Regions from separate parts of the Mus musculus genome. Here region 1 is linked to region 2. The links are chromatin contacts, called in public HiChIP or PLAC-seq maps. All regions are on one chromosome and are shown on one strand. Each heading gives the region's core, a stretch centred on a gene start, on an enhancer-like site or on the middle of the called end of the contact. The rest is flanking DNA. Distances are from core to core; before and after follow the strand shown. Region 1 holds the start of Adsl (adenylosuccinate lyase). Region 2 holds the start of Josd1 (Josephin domain containing 1).

The links. HiChIP or PLAC-seq counts read pairs in DNA pulled down with a chosen protein or histone mark.
Region 1: a FOXA1 HiChIP or PLAC-seq map of pancreatic cancer cells shows a contact between it and region 2. The contact joins the promoter of Adsl here to the promoter of Josd1 in region 2. A contact is called at or near these places in 2 of 115 datasets of contacts at active chromatin or transcription factors (large pre-B cells and pancreatic cancer cells).

Annotation. Positions count from the first base shown.
Region 1 is chr15:80,947,214-80,949,913 of GRCm38.p6, forward strand. It overlaps Adsl (adenylosuccinate lyase), which reads left to right and starts at 1,277. Exons shown (of 13, transcript NM_009634.6): 1 at 1,277-1,487. The coding sequence starts at 1,335.
Region 2 is chr15:79,686,304-79,689,314 of GRCm38.p6, forward strand. Josd1 (Josephin domain containing 1) reads right to left here and starts at 1,569. Exons shown (of 4, transcript NM_028792.3): 1 at 430-1,569. The coding sequence starts at 614.

The DNA.
Region 1 (2,700 bases), core at 27-2,526, 1.3 Mb after region 2:
TCTCGCAAAAATAAAGTCAGAAAAGGAAACAGGACCAAGTAGAAAGCTAACAGCTGAAGCTACGGTTTAATGAGGAAAAGTAACCAGAGGCCAAGTGAAGCAGAGTCGGGAGAGAGCACTACGGAGCCTGGAGCCTGGAGCCTGGAGCCTGGAGCCTGGAGCCTGGAGCCTGGAGCCTGGAGCCTGGAGCCTGGAGCCTGGAGCCTGGAGCCTGGAGCCTGGAGCCTGGGAAGGATTGGCTCTGCAAGGATCTCTGTGGAAGAGAACAGTGAGCTGCTACAGCATATCCAAGCAACTATACCCCCGAATCAGTCCAGAGTACAAAGTTCCAGGAACACGTTCTTTTCAGCATACATCGGCCCACAGCCTCCAATCCAATCGAGGACCTTGGGCGCAGGTGTCTGGTAGGTTTATCTGATGTACAAACTATTCTGGCAACAGCTAAGTCTTAAGCTCAGGAAGAGGAGACACTAAGGAGCGGTTGTGTGGGGAAGAGGGAGCAGTGTTCAGATCTAATGTACCATGCCTCGTGTGGGTCTCTTTATGTTGCTGGACGAGGCTTTTTGTTTTCTGTTTTGTGTTTGTTTGTTTGTTTGTTTGTTTGTAGACAGGTTTTCTCTGGCTGTTCTGGAACTCGCTCTGGAGACCTGGCTGACCTCAAATTATTATTATTATTTATTTTTTTATTTTTGTTTTTTTTGAGACAGGGTTTCTCTGTATAGCCCTGGCTGTCCTGGAACTCACTTTGTAGACCAGGCTGGCCTCGAACTCAGAAATCTGCCTGCCTCTGCCTCCCGAGTGCTGGGATTAAAGGCGTGCGCCACCACGCCCGGCTATTTTTTTTTAATGTATGCTATTTTCAGCTTTATTCTGATACAAAAACTTTGAATTTTTTGTTCTCGAGCCACCACGCGTGGAATAATTCTGACAGGCTGCTTTCCGGAGATCGGAACCAGCACCGCGGTTTAAGAGTTTCGGTCTCCAGCTGAGCCTGTCTCCAGCGGGACTGCAGTACTCCAAGTGTCCACTAGGGCGCCTTCCTGGCGTCCCTCCGAATGCCTCTGCAACTTTCCTTTCTGGGTTAAACGCGGGTCTTAATGTGCCTTCCTCAGATGGAAAAACTGAGGAGGCACAGCGTGGGGCAGAGATTCGTAGAAACCAAGAGAAAAGCGTTGACCCTCAGGGGCGACGAGCCAAACTTGAACCATCTTCGCCTTCCAGGCCGGCGTTACACACGGGGCGGGGCCTTGGGAGGAAGTCCCGCCCCACGCACGCCACCCTTCCGCTTTTGGCCCTGCTGCTGGTGTCCGCCGCGTCCTGGTCGCGTGTTGAAAATGGCTGCATCCGGCGACCCTGGCAGTGCTGAAAGTTACCGTTCTCCGCTGGCGGCCCGCTACGCCAGCCGCGAGATGTGTTTCTTGTTCAGCGACAGGTACAAGTTCCAGACGTGGCGGCAGCTGTGGCTGTGGCTGGCGGAGGCCGAACAGGTAACTGGCCGGGCCTCTTGTCCCGAGGGAGGTCACGGCCCGAGCACCTGTTGCCTCGGCAACAGTCCCAGAGCCCTGCACATCCTTTGGAGGACTTCGGTTTGGGCAAGGCTATGTGTGTTTGCGTCCTCCCACAGCGCATTTCAAGTGGAATGCTACTTATACCTTTGCAGGCTCAGGGGGAAAGGCGCTTCCCGCCAAGCTATCCGACATGAGTTTGAGCCGGGTTCAGCATGGTGAGAAAGGCGAAACCTGACTTCTATTAGTTGTCCTTCGACTTCTGTGCGCTCACACATGCACACACACACACACACACACACAGAAAACAAGTAGATTATTCTTTTAAAAAGTACGTTGCAAACTTGATGGTCATTTTTCGCATGAGCACGAGGAGGGCATAACCACCACGAAATGCACCCTTAGGATTGTTATGCCGGGCTGGTTGTTGTAGTTCATGGGCATCACAGCTAGGTCGGCCTGTTGGTTGCTTTCTGCCTTTGGGAAAGCTTATTTGGTGCCTTCAAAATTGTTTCTTGTGTTCTTGCCTTCTTGTCCTCTCGTCCCTCCTCCCTCCCTCCCTTCCTCCTCCCTCCTCCTTCTTTTTCTTCCTCCTCCTCCTCTTCTTCTTCCTCTCTCTCTCTCTCTCTCTCTCTCTCTCTCTGCCTTTCTCTGTCTCTACTACCGTTGCCAGTGTCTCCTTAGCTTGTAAGTGCCCTCAAGCTGAAACTGAAGTGTAAGGTTTATCTGGTCTACAAATTGCTTGACGCATACACAGCTGTGAATATGGATCATCTGTTAGAGCACCAACTTAGTAGCGAGAGGCAGATGTGATACTTAGCATGAAAGGATTATTTTTCTGTGTAGTTCTGTGGCTGCATGTGGATATGGGCTTGTGTGAGTGCAGGCGCCACTGGAGGTCAGATGATGCTGTGGAACTGGGGTTACAGGTGCTTTTGAGCAGCCACGTGAGTGCTGGGAACCAGAGTCAGGTCTCTGCAGGAGCAATGAGGACTCTTATTTGCTGAACCATCTCCCCAGCACATGTGTTAACACCCCCACCCCACCCCCAGCATTTGGGAAGCAGGGGCAGGTGAGTTTCTGTGAGTTTGAGGCCTACCTCCTACCTCATCTATATAGCGTGTTCCAGGCCAGCCAGAACAGCACACTGAGACCTTGGCTCAAACACACACACACACACACACATACACACACA
Region 2 (3,011 bases), core at 319-2,818:
TTCTTGAGATTTCCACCATGTCCCACCTTTGGTAACAGATGGCTGAATGTGGATGTATTTTGTATCCCTCCTAGATTGTAAACTCCTTGGTGGCAGGTCTGTTAGGGAGGCAATAGAGCAGTGACCACCAGTGGAGATAGGACCCACTGAGCCCTGTCTTCATCACAAATGGGAATAACACATGCCACACGGAGTCCTCTGTCTGACTCCAGCCGTGGAGACAGCACAACTGAGGTTAGTCCACCACAGATGGACCATAGATGGTGACTACCTGCCTGCCATTTCTGTGTGCCTCATTCCTGCCCCCAGCATCTAAATTCCAAACCTGTAGGTTTGAAGGTTTCTGTCCCCGAGACACTGCACCACCCACACAAACTCAGAAATACCAAGAAGTGGGGGGGATCGAGATGCCAAGCAGGGGAGTCCTACCTCTGGAAAATCTCCTGCAGCGTTTCCCGCGTGAAGGCGTTGCTGTCCTGGAAGACGTTGTTGAGAGCATGAAGAGCACAGAGCTCCCTGCGCTGCTTCTCATGGTAGATTTGTGGGGGCGCTGCTTGGGGAAGGTCCGAGGATTCAGCTTTGGCCTTGTCTCCTTTCCATGGCACGCAACTCATGTTTTTCGATTTAGGTTCCAGGCAGAGCCGCTAAACACTCCGCTCCTTCCCTCCTGAGGAAAGTCTAGGTTTCTGTCTTCGGATTCCTGAGATTCACCTATTTATTCTCTGGTGTTCATGATTTATGCTTTGTCACTGGGAGGAAAGGTTGGAATCAAAAGGGACAAAAAAAAAAATCTACCTTTTTCTGTCTTCTCGATAGGAAAAAATAACTTTTGGATTAGTTTATTTAGCCAACACTTTCAAAGTGTAGAATTAACAAAGAAAAAAAAAACATATAAAACGTAGGATTCCTCCCTTTGGCTGCCGCCTTCCCCTCCCACCCCCTTTGGAAAAAAAGAAACACCACGCTTTCCTGGCCGTGTTTTCCTCTCTGCAGATGCCAACTAGGCCTCAATGCAGGAGGGCAGAACCGAAGGGGTCACATCGCTCCTTTTCTTCCATTTCGTCCGAATCACAACACCACAGGCTCCGAAGACCGGGTTGGGTGGCGGAGAAAAGGCCCAATGCCAAGAGCTAGCGAGGATCGGAGGGCGTGAGGTCGCGGGCCGCGCGGGGGCTCCGGGGATAGCGCTCCATGACCGCCAGCGGACTGGCGGACTCGGCCCAGCGGAGGAGCCGCTTCGCCTCGGCGCGGGAGGAGCCGCGGAAAGGGGAACGGCAGCCCGGGCGCCGCCGCGGGGAGGTCCCGCCTGGCCCGCGAGGGTGCGGCCGGACGCCTTGCCTCGCCCGGTGCAGCCTTGGCCCACCGGGCTGACCGTCCCCGCAGCGACCTCCTGCTGTCACGTGAGGCCAGTCCCGGGCTCCTTCCCGCTGCCTGCCCGGCGGGGACTGTTCGTCTCCCCGACGCCGCCACCTGGAGCTTGCGGGCCGCCACCTGGCCCACGCGCGGACAAGCAGGCGGCGGAGCGGGCGGGCACGCGCACCTGAGCCCGACGTCAGCGGCGTTCACTCCGCGCGCGCCCCAGACACGCCCCCGCGCTGACCCCGCCTGCCAACCTCGCGTCACCCCTGACGTTGTGTGACGTAGCCAACGCGGGCTGTTGGTCCGGTGGAGGTGCTTAGAGGTCGCGGAGCCGTTGTGCAGGGTTGTGGAGCTCCGCGGTAGCGGGGGAGGTCGACTTGTCGCTTCGCCGCAGCTCCGCCCCGGCGCCCACTCCCGCCTGGACGCCGCAGGGCCCTCCTCCCGGCAGAGTGCTTTCTTGAGCCCGGGCAGCGGCTGCCCTGGCCCACTTATGTTCATCAGATTTCCTAACACTTTACCGACGCGGTCGGGCGTAATCTTGGTTGGTGAACCCGACCGCCTCCAGTTTTCTTTGAGAGCTGAGGGCAAGACTCTCGCCGGGAGTCATATTTCAAATGGAAACCTGAGTTCTATTTCAGATCCTTGGTGTCGTATTCCAGTTCACTTCACACAAACCACTGCCCTTTTGATCAGCAACCTTCTCTTGATGGCTGTCACAAGCCTTCCTTTCTGTGTTTTCTTTTCCCTTCTGATCCTTCTTTTTAGACGTGTGTGTGTGTGCGCGTGTGTGTTCTCTAGTTCAGCTGGTCTCAAACTCATTACGTAACCAAGAATGTCCAATTTGTTCAGGGCAAGGGATCGAACCTTGGTAAATGCAAGACAAGCACTCTACCAACTAGAGCTCCGTATTTTGAGTTTAGCTGAGTACATTGTGTCCAAAGGCAGACTATTTACAGTTTCCCATGGGTTTAAATTAAGTCACTGTTTCTAACTTGCCTTCCTATCGGATTTTTGTTAGGGAAAACAACAGATTTGCACTTTCAAAGTAATGGTTTCTCTAATCCTCATGATCACCCCAATCAACAGTATTGTGCAACACATCTGAGAGATTACCACATGATAGGGCATCCTCTACCTAGACTACTTTTGAATTATCTTTTTGTGTGTGTGTGTGTGTAATGTGTAAACTACCAAACTGTTACAGTGTATTTACATAGGATTTATCTCCTAGGGACTTGCTGTTCAACCAGAATTATTGTAAACATCTATTAATTAACTGATGAGTAATTAATTATTGTTAAGCAAATTAGACTTTTTTTTTCTTTTTCAGGGAGAAAAATACAGCCCAAAGAAGTCGATCAAGTTGTTTGAAATCATTATGTCTATAGTGAATTAAGGGTTTGAGCTTGGACCAAATTGTTTTCAGAAAGAGAATGTAAAGATGATTAGGAATTACCTCTCAACTGTTACTTTTTATATTTATTCTCCAAAACATTCAATTCGAAAAGCAAGTATTCAGAATATATATCCTTTCTAGGCAAAGTCCTATAGTGAGAAGGACAGTCTTTCCCCCCAGCCAGATAGCAATGTATTCTGAAACTGAACTTTTTCTGGCCATACAATGCTAAATAGCAATCGAAGCAATAGAATTA